Regions from separate parts of the Salmo salar genome. Here regions 1 and 3 are each linked to region 2. The links are chromatin contacts, called in public Hi-C maps. All regions are on one chromosome and are shown on one strand. The core of a region is the stretch at or near the end of the contact, and the rest is flanking DNA. Distances in the headings are between cores, read along the strand shown.

Region 1 (2,951 bases), core at 382-2,881, 150 kb before region 2:
CAAGCACCCCTTTGTGTGGAAGGCATTTCCTTCTTTTGTCATAACTGAGTGGCACCCATTTCATTATCCTTATCTGGTGTCAAGGGCGTGTCCCAAATGGCACCCCATAGGGTTCTGGTCAAAAGTAGTGCACTACATAGAGAATATAGTGACATTTGAGTGCAGACATGGGTCTACATTCCAAGATGACTAAAAACAAACAAACTGCCATTTCCTGAATCCACTTAGTAATGGACCAGTGGTGTAACTCTAACCAGATATATTCAGAGATAATAACTAATGTAGCTACCTAAGTGCACTACACTAACTTGAAGAAATGTATGTGACTACCCGCCGTTATAACATGAACAGACATTGTAGCTACAGACCGTACAAACATCTACTAACGTAACGGTTGTTATGAATGAATTAAATGTGTTGTATCTGAATTGTAAATGCTGCTCCTCATACAGTACTGTACTTCGTTACTATAGTCTTGTAACGTACCGCACAACAGTCTTGGTTTGACTAGCTAAAATAAATCAACTGGGCCCAAGGGGCAGTCCTCGTAGCTGGCTTGTCAGTCATCTAGTTGATGAAACACTTAGTTACACTAGCTAGCTAGTCAAATTGTGCACCGTCTTTGCGGCTGGGTGTAGCTAACTTTAGGCCAGATAATCTGCCACTGCCATCTCAGCTGGCCAAGCGTTAGCTAGATAGTGAGTGTTAACTGAAAAATGATGAGCATTTATTTTGAACGCAACGTTAGCTCATGTTGTTGGTACTGTAGTTAGCTAGCTAAAGTTAGCTAGCACTTGCCTGTCATTGTTGTTGTTGTATGACAGCTGACTGACCAACTACAGTAGCTAACGTTACCTGACACGGCAAGATTAGTTCATTGCAACGACAAAGTTGACTCGGCAAAGCAGAGAAATACAGCTAGCTAACGATACAAACTTGACTGGCTAGCAATCAATAGTGTCCTGTTCCAGTCGGTGATGGTGTGGGTGAACTAGCTTAGTGCTAACGTTAACGCTACACAGCTGGTGTGGCTGGACAGGTAGGTCAGTTAGCCAGCTAGCTAGCTACGCTAACGTTAAGGCTACACAGCTGGTGTGGCTGGACAGGTAGGTCAGTTAGCCAGCTAGCTAGCTACGCTAACGTAACTAGTGACACCGCTGACCGAGCTGATCACGGTGTCAATGGCGCAGCGCAGACTGTCACAGAGGGCACTCGCTTGCAGACAAAGAAATATGGCAAACCAACTTACCCCGACGACCACATGGTCTTCCCCTTGAAACTTAGGTATGTATTTGTCCCCTCTGGCCACCTCTGAACTATTCAAGGGCCTGAAACGGCACATCACTTTGATGGTGCACTCCGCCGGTACGTCGGCCATCTTCCACGATTTATGGATGAAAACTCACAATAGAAACAGTGTAGATTCTCGTTCTAGAGGCGGTCGAGGGAGACTAGAGGGCGGCACGGCCCCTCAGTCCCAATATGAGACTAGAATGGGCTCAGATTTTCAACAATGAATGACTATTTTCTTCTAGGGTGTGCTAAAAACACTTCATATCCAATGTGGAAGCCATGATGCCGGTGGATCACTGGCTTGCTCACCCCCTCTGTCCGTGGGACCCATATACCAAATTACGTCACCCTAAATCGTCAACACTCCCTCTGATGTAGCTACTGTACACTATCCAGTCTGGTCAGGTATGTTTCTGCAAGTTCATATCATTGACCTATATAAATGAATATACTATGGCAATAACCAATCAATAGACTAATTGTTGAGACCAGTTATTACTTAGCTATTACTCATGCATGAAGAGAAAATGTTGGCTTTTCTTGATGGCAATGCATGGTTATTGATTATCCAGTATTCCCTCAGATCATATGAATGATGCTAATGCATGAGTTTAGTTATCATTAAAAGTATTCGCACCCCTTGACTTTTTCCACATTTTGTTGTGTTACAGGCCTGAATTTGAAATGTATTAAATGTAGATTTTGTGTCATTGGTCTACACACAATACCCCATAATGTCAAAGTGGAATTATGTTTTTAGACATTTTTCTAAATTAATTAAAAATGAAAAGCTGAAATGTCTTGAGTCAATAAGTATTCAACCCCTTTGTTATGGCAAGACTAAATAAGTTCAGGAGTAAACATTTGCTTATCAAGTCACATAATAAGTTGCGTGGACTCACTCTGTGTGCAATAATAGTGTTTAACATGATTTTTGAATGACTACCACATCTCCGTACCTAACACATTTATCTGTAAGGTCCCTCAGTCAAGCAGTGAATTTCAAACACAGATTCAACCACAAAGACCAGGAAGGTTTTCCAATGCCTCACAAGGAAGGGCACCTATTGGTAGATGTATTTTTTTTTAAGCAGACATTGAATATCCTTTTGAGATTGGTGAAGTTTTTAATTACACTTTGGATGGTGTATCAGTACACCCAATCACTACAAAGATACAGACGTCCTTTCTAACTCAGTTGCAGGAGAGGAAGGAAACCGCTCAGGGATTTCAACATGAGGCCAATAGTGACCTTAAAACAGTTATAGAGTTTTATGGCTGTGATAGGTTAAACTGAGGATGAATCAACAACATTGTAGTTACTCCACAATACTAACCTAAATGACAGAGTGAAAAGAAGGAAGCCTGTACAGAATAAAAATATTCCAAACCATGCATCCTGTTTGCAGTAAGGCACTGAAGTAAAACTGCCCCAAAAAATTGGCAAATAAATTAACTTTATGTCCTGAATACAAAGCGTTATGTTTGGGGCAAATCCAACACAACACATCACTGAGTACCAGTCTTTATATTTTCAAGCATGGTGGTGGCTGCATCATGTTATGGGTATGCTTGTCATTGGCAAGGACTAGATCGTTTTTTTAGGATAAAAACAAATGGAATAGAGCTAATCACAGGCAAAATCCTAGCGGAAAACC
Region 2 (2,756 bases), core at 82-2,581:
CCTTCTCCTGCTCAGTTATTATTAGGTGGGGCTGCTGCAGGTATGCAGGCAGACAAAACTGCATATCCCATACCCTGGCTACTGTCCAGGTGCACAGACTGAGTGCGTGGTCACAGAAGCACTCGCACGGCCATTCCGCTGCTGTTATTCCTGCAGCATTCAAGCAGTCAGTGTAACACTGTGCATGTGTGTGAGATATTCAGGGGATGAGAGAGTACATTTCTGTCTAAGCCCAGGGCCGACTGCAATGTCATTCCTTCACACATACAGCCAATGTCTGGCATCCAACAATGTAGGGCTGCTCTCATAAAAAGAGAGACTAACGTTAACTAACTAACGTAGAGCAATCGGTATACATGCTTAGCTAGTTCTGCAACATAGTCAGGCTAAATATAGCCATGCTAAATATCTACAAATCGTGACAGATTATTTTTTTTTTAAACACTGACAAATTAGTTTATAATCTCTGGTTATACCCTTTCTGAGTTAGTAAATTAGGCCTACGCTACAGGCAATTTTTACGGGTGGGCAGTTGGCTACACAGCTAAGGAACTAGCTAACGTTAGCTGCTACCTAGACTAGGTCCTGGCTAACGTTAGTATGTTAGCCGGTAGCTTACTAGCTAACGATAGATAGTTGACTTAAAGTTTAGTTAACCAGGTAACTAGTTAGTTACCAAGCTAGGTTTCTGCTAACTAGCTAATAAAGTTAGCTGGCTGCCAATGTATATAGCTAGCCAACAACCTAGCTAGAAACTAGTTTGTCAGCAACACCGCAAGTTAGCTAACGTTTGCTAACTAATAGTTAGCTAGTGGATATTTTCCAATGTGCACTGTACAAATAACAGAAACTTATCGAATCAAAGTTAGTTAGCAAACTAGCGAATATGAATCTACGCAACACGAAGCTAATTTAGCTAGGTTGTTGTTAGCTGACAGTGACATTTTCAAAGTATATGTTTAGCTAACTAGCCAGGCCCGTCTTTAGCAAATTACATCCCCAGTGCTCGCGTCTCAGCGTACCCGGCTAATACTTACAGGAAAGGCTCTTATCCTCATCTTGGTGTCCTTCTTGACGCCGCCTTTGAGGTTGGACATGATTAGTTAGTACGTCCGTCTTCTCTACGTTATCATGAAATACTATTTTAGGCTGCAACAGGGATGCCTGCGAATGGAAAGTGGTAAAGATCCCCCTCGACCTTCCCCTTGGGCTTGGGTCCGTCTCTCTGCGCTGTTGTTGTCACTCCTCTTCTCTCAATTTTTGCCTAGCTTCTCCTTGCAGTGATGGCGGACAACAAGCTTCTACAGGGCAGTGGTAACAGCGAACCGAAATCACGCGAGATGAACCATGGAAAACATAATATTGCAAAAAGATATAGCACGTTCATCCTCATTCCACCAGTTGGATATATATCCAATTCACTTTAACCCAGTATCAAGTCTGGACAATGTATGTGTATACAGTCTATTCAGTTCATATCATATTGCATTTTATCAGGTGGCCAAAATTGGAGGTGACATTGATTTTTTTTTAAATATTACACAAACGTGCACATTTCAAAATCTAGCATTCTTTCTTTGTGCTCACTAGATACTTACCTAGCTACATAATTGAGTAGTCAGTACTCATGCACTAGGCCTGTCAACTATGATGAGTTGGCCAATACAGTCTCACTCACATGATATCCATGCTGTTTTGTTATTTAAATACCAGTGTGCATGAACACATTAAAGCCAACAACATGACACAGTGCTAATGTAAACAAAGGGATATTGTGATGTACTCGTCCTAATAGTGTGACAGGGTAGGAACCATAGTATCTGTCCCTTTAAGGAAACACTTAGTTACCATGTGAAATGTAGAAAAACAACCCTTTTTTTCAGGTAGGCTTAAAATATTTTGTCCTACAGGTCCTGAGAGGTAATTGTGATTTGTTGTTTCTGAACCCGCCAGGTGACTGTTAAAGTAAATAAAGGCCTATGTGTGTTATTTACTCTTATTGCCTAGTCTAACTGTTATTTACTGTTCTCTTATTGCCTCCTAGTCTAACTGTTATTTACTGTTCTCTTATTGCCTCCTAGTCTAACTGTTATTTACTGTTCTCTTATTGCCTCCTAGTCTAACTGTTATTTACTGTTCTCTAATTGCCTAGTCTAACTGTTATTTACTGTTCTCTTATTGCCTAGTCTAACTGTTATTTACTGTTCTCTTATTGCCTAGTCTAACTGTTATTTACTGTTCTCTTATTGCCTCCTAGTCTAACTGTTATTTACTGTTCTCTTATTGCCTCCTAGTCTAACTGTTATTTACTGTTCTCTAATTGCCTAGTCTAACTGTTATTTACTGTTCTCTTATTGCCTAGTCTAACTGTTATTTACTGTTCTCTTATTGCCTCCTAGTCTAACTGTTATTTACTGTTCTCTAATTGCCTAGTCTAACTGTTATTTACTGTTCTCTTATTGCCTAGTCTAACTGTTATTTTACTGTTCTCTTATTGCCTCCTAGTCTAACTGTTATTTACTGTTCTCTTATTGCCTAGTCTAAATGTTATTTTCCTGTTCTCTTATTGCCTCCTAGTCTAACTGTTATTTTACTGCCTAGTCTAACTGTTATTTTACTGTTCTCTTATTGCCTCCTAGTCGAACTGTTATTTACTGTTCTCTTACTGCCTAGTCTAACTGTTATTTTACTGTTCTCTTATTGCCTAGTCTAACTGTTATTTTACTGTTCTCTTATTGCCTCCTAGTCTAACTGTT
Region 3 (2,831 bases), core at 90-2,589, 140 kb after region 2:
TGTGAACAGCTGCAGCGATCAGTTAGCTGCTCAGATAGCTGATGTTTAAAGTTAGTGAGAGAGATATAACACTTACATTTTACATTTTAGTCATTTAGCAGCCACTCTTATCCAGAGCGACTTACAGTAGTGAATGCATACATTTCATTTCATGCATTTTTTTTTTGTACTGGCCCCCCGTGGGAATCAAACCCACAACCCTGGCGTTGCACACACCATGCTGGCGTTGCAAACACCATGCTCTACCAACTGAGCCACAGGGAAGACTCTATAAGGCTCCAACTTCAGCGATTTTTGCAATTCGTTCCAGTCATTGGCAGCAGAGAACTGGAAAGAAAGGCGGCCAAAGGGGCTGCTGGCTTTGGGAATGACCAGTGAGATGATACCTGCTGGAGCGTGTGCTACGGGTGGGTGTTGTTATCATGACCAGTGAGCTGAGATAAGGCGGAGCTTTACCTAGCAAAGACTTATAGATGACCTGGAGCCAGTGGGTCTGTAGAAAGAGTATAGCCATAGTTTATGGTGATGTTTGTTAAAAGTAACTGATGCCTTCAGAAAATGGCATATTTCATTCAGTCATATATTTCATAAAGAATATGTCTATAATAAACATACTGTAGGCTCCAACCTACAGTACCTGTCAAAAATTTGGACACACCCACTCATTCAAGGGTTTTTCTTTATTTTTACAATTTTTTACATTGTAGAATAATAGTGAAGACATCAAAACTATGAAATAACACATATGGAATCATGTAGTGAACAAAAAAGTGTTAAACACATCAAAATATATTTTATATTTGAGATTCTTCAAAGTAGCCAAAGTAGCCTTGATGACAGCTTTGCACAATCTTGGCATTCTCTCAACCAGCTTCATCATGTTCCCAAAAACCATTCAAATCGATTTTTCCCCTGTCGTAGCCCCCAGAGCTCCCAATTTTTTGGAATGCACTGAAGTCGGAAGTCTGATATTTCCAAGTTCCTTATTGTTTTGAATGCGGCAACACTTGTCTTAAAAGCACCAAGACACAAGTTTGTCACCCCCTTTCAATGGGCAACATTCAGTTGAATATTAATATCCTTTGCTTTACTGTAATATTACTAAAGCTAGGCCTATAAATGATTATCCTCCTGATATCAGCCTCATCATATAAGATAAGTATTGGGGGGACATGCCCTGGACAACACACTTCAAGGCGTCTTGTAACAGTAATTTGTTACAAGAGCACGGGTCACCTGACTGACACCAGAGTGAGTGACTAATATTTGTATTGAGTAACGTTTTGGGGTGACTGCCCCTTTAAGAAAACGGAAGTAAGCCTTGGCTCGTGACGTTAGTTGCCTTGCGCCGAGAAACAGTGGGCAGGAAACGGCAGGCAAAGAAAGACTTGTTCACGGGTTCCAACACCATGGCACAGTACAAATAACCGAATATGTGCTCCACGTTATATTACTAATGTTCGGGAACGGCCACAGTCTTCGGCTTCTTACCAAGACTTTTGGAGACGTTCCTCGAAAGCTTTTCCGTGGAGAGATTTGACAACTCCCACCCGTGAAAGGTGTCTGCGGTCTAAAAACATCGGGGCGGACCGCGGGTGGGAAGAGGATTCGTAGAGAAGGGCTGTCTGCTTTCTGGAGCCATGAGGGAGTATAAAGTGGTCGTGTTGGGCTCGGGCGGCGTGGGTAAATCAGCATTGACGGTCCAGTTTGTGACGGGATCCTTCATTGAGAAATACGACCCCACAATAGAGGATTTCTACCGAAAGGAGATCGAGGTGGACTCGTCGCCCTCTGTTCTGGAGATACTGGACACGGCCGGGACCGAACAGTTCGCCTCCATGCGAGACCTGTACATCAAAAACGGGCAGGGATTTATTTTGGTCTACAGTCTGGTCAACCAGCAGAGCTTCCAAGACATCAAGGCATTGAGGGATCAAATCATCCGAGTGAAAAGATACGAACGAGTGCCAATGGTATTGGTTGGAAACAAGGTGGACTTGGAAGGCGAGAGGGAGGTCTCTTCCGGGGAAGGCAAGGCGCTGGCTCAGGAGTGGAATTGCCCGTTTATGGAAACTTCAGCAAAAAATAAAGGCTTGGTCGACGAACTGTTCGCAGAAATCGTGAGACAGATGAACTATTCTTCTTTACCCAGCGGTGGAGATCGCTGTTGTTCTTGTGTGCTTCTCTAAGAAAACATGTTTCGTGCAGCTGTGAGTGTTTTTATCTATGTGAAAACCATCAAACAAGCCCTATTTTGATAACTTGTTGATAACAAAATGATACGGTCTCTTGTTTTGTTGATTAAGCAGCCGTCAATATAGAAAGCTACCTACTGTTGTATTATTGCACACACCATCGAGGATGACAACATTCGATATTGAAATAGCCTAAAAAGTGTTTACATGACAAAGTACTTGAATGTTTAAGTTTTTAGTTCAATATCAAACAGCTTTGTATTTGACACTTCTCTGGAAACGTGCCTCGATGGGAGTCTTATTGTGAAACCTAAGAGAGACACTTTGTTGTTGCTTTGTTTTGCTATGAAAATGTTATGTGGGGTTTGATTACTGTTGAGTTGTACTTTTTCACGTCTTCTGGGCAGGTCATTCAGGCCTGGAGAGATGGATTGGAGGACTCATCCCTTTCTGTGGATTCTGCTGGGCTCAAGGAACATTTGCCTCCCCCCCAAAAATTGGAAACTCCCTGCAAAAGCTCTTTTTCTTTTTTTTTGGTACAGTGTCAAATAAACCCCATATGCCAGTCAGTAAACCTGCACTGTTCACTGGAATTAGCCTAAACCTGAGCATCCTGTTCAAATAAGACTAAACATA

Evidence for each region. A called contact is a pair of places that touch in the nucleus more often than the background predicts.
Region 1: a contact with region 2 is called in a Hi-C map of muscle, with 4 times the contacts expected there. The contact joins the promoter of LOC106569631 here to the promoter of LOC106569638 in region 2. A contact is called at or near these places in 2 of 3 Hi-C or Micro-C datasets (gill and muscle).
Region 3: a Hi-C map of gill shows a contact between it and region 2, with 2.9 times the contacts expected there. The contact joins the promoter of LOC106569642 here to the promoter of LOC106569638 in region 2. A contact is called at or near these places in 2 of 3 Hi-C or Micro-C datasets (gill and muscle).

Annotation. Positions count from the first base shown.
Region 1 is chrssa14:41,929,481-41,932,431 of Ssal_v3.1, reverse strand. It overlaps LOC106569631 (kinesin-1 heavy chain), which reads right to left and starts at 1,631. Exons shown (of 25, transcript XM_045694397.1): 1 at 1,250-1,631. The coding sequence starts at 1,378.
Region 2 is chrssa14:41,776,893-41,779,648 of Ssal_v3.1, reverse strand. LOC106569638 (cullin-3) reads right to left here and starts at 1,331. Exons shown (of 16, transcript XM_014141192.2): 1 at 1,038-1,331. The coding sequence starts at 1,097.
Region 3 is chrssa14:41,634,197-41,637,027 of Ssal_v3.1, reverse strand. LOC106569642 (ras-related protein Rap-2b) reads left to right here and starts at 1,339. Exons shown (of 2, transcript XM_014141199.2): 1 at 1,339-2,210; 2 at 2,603-2,831. The coding sequence starts at 1,641. The coding sequence ends at 2,189.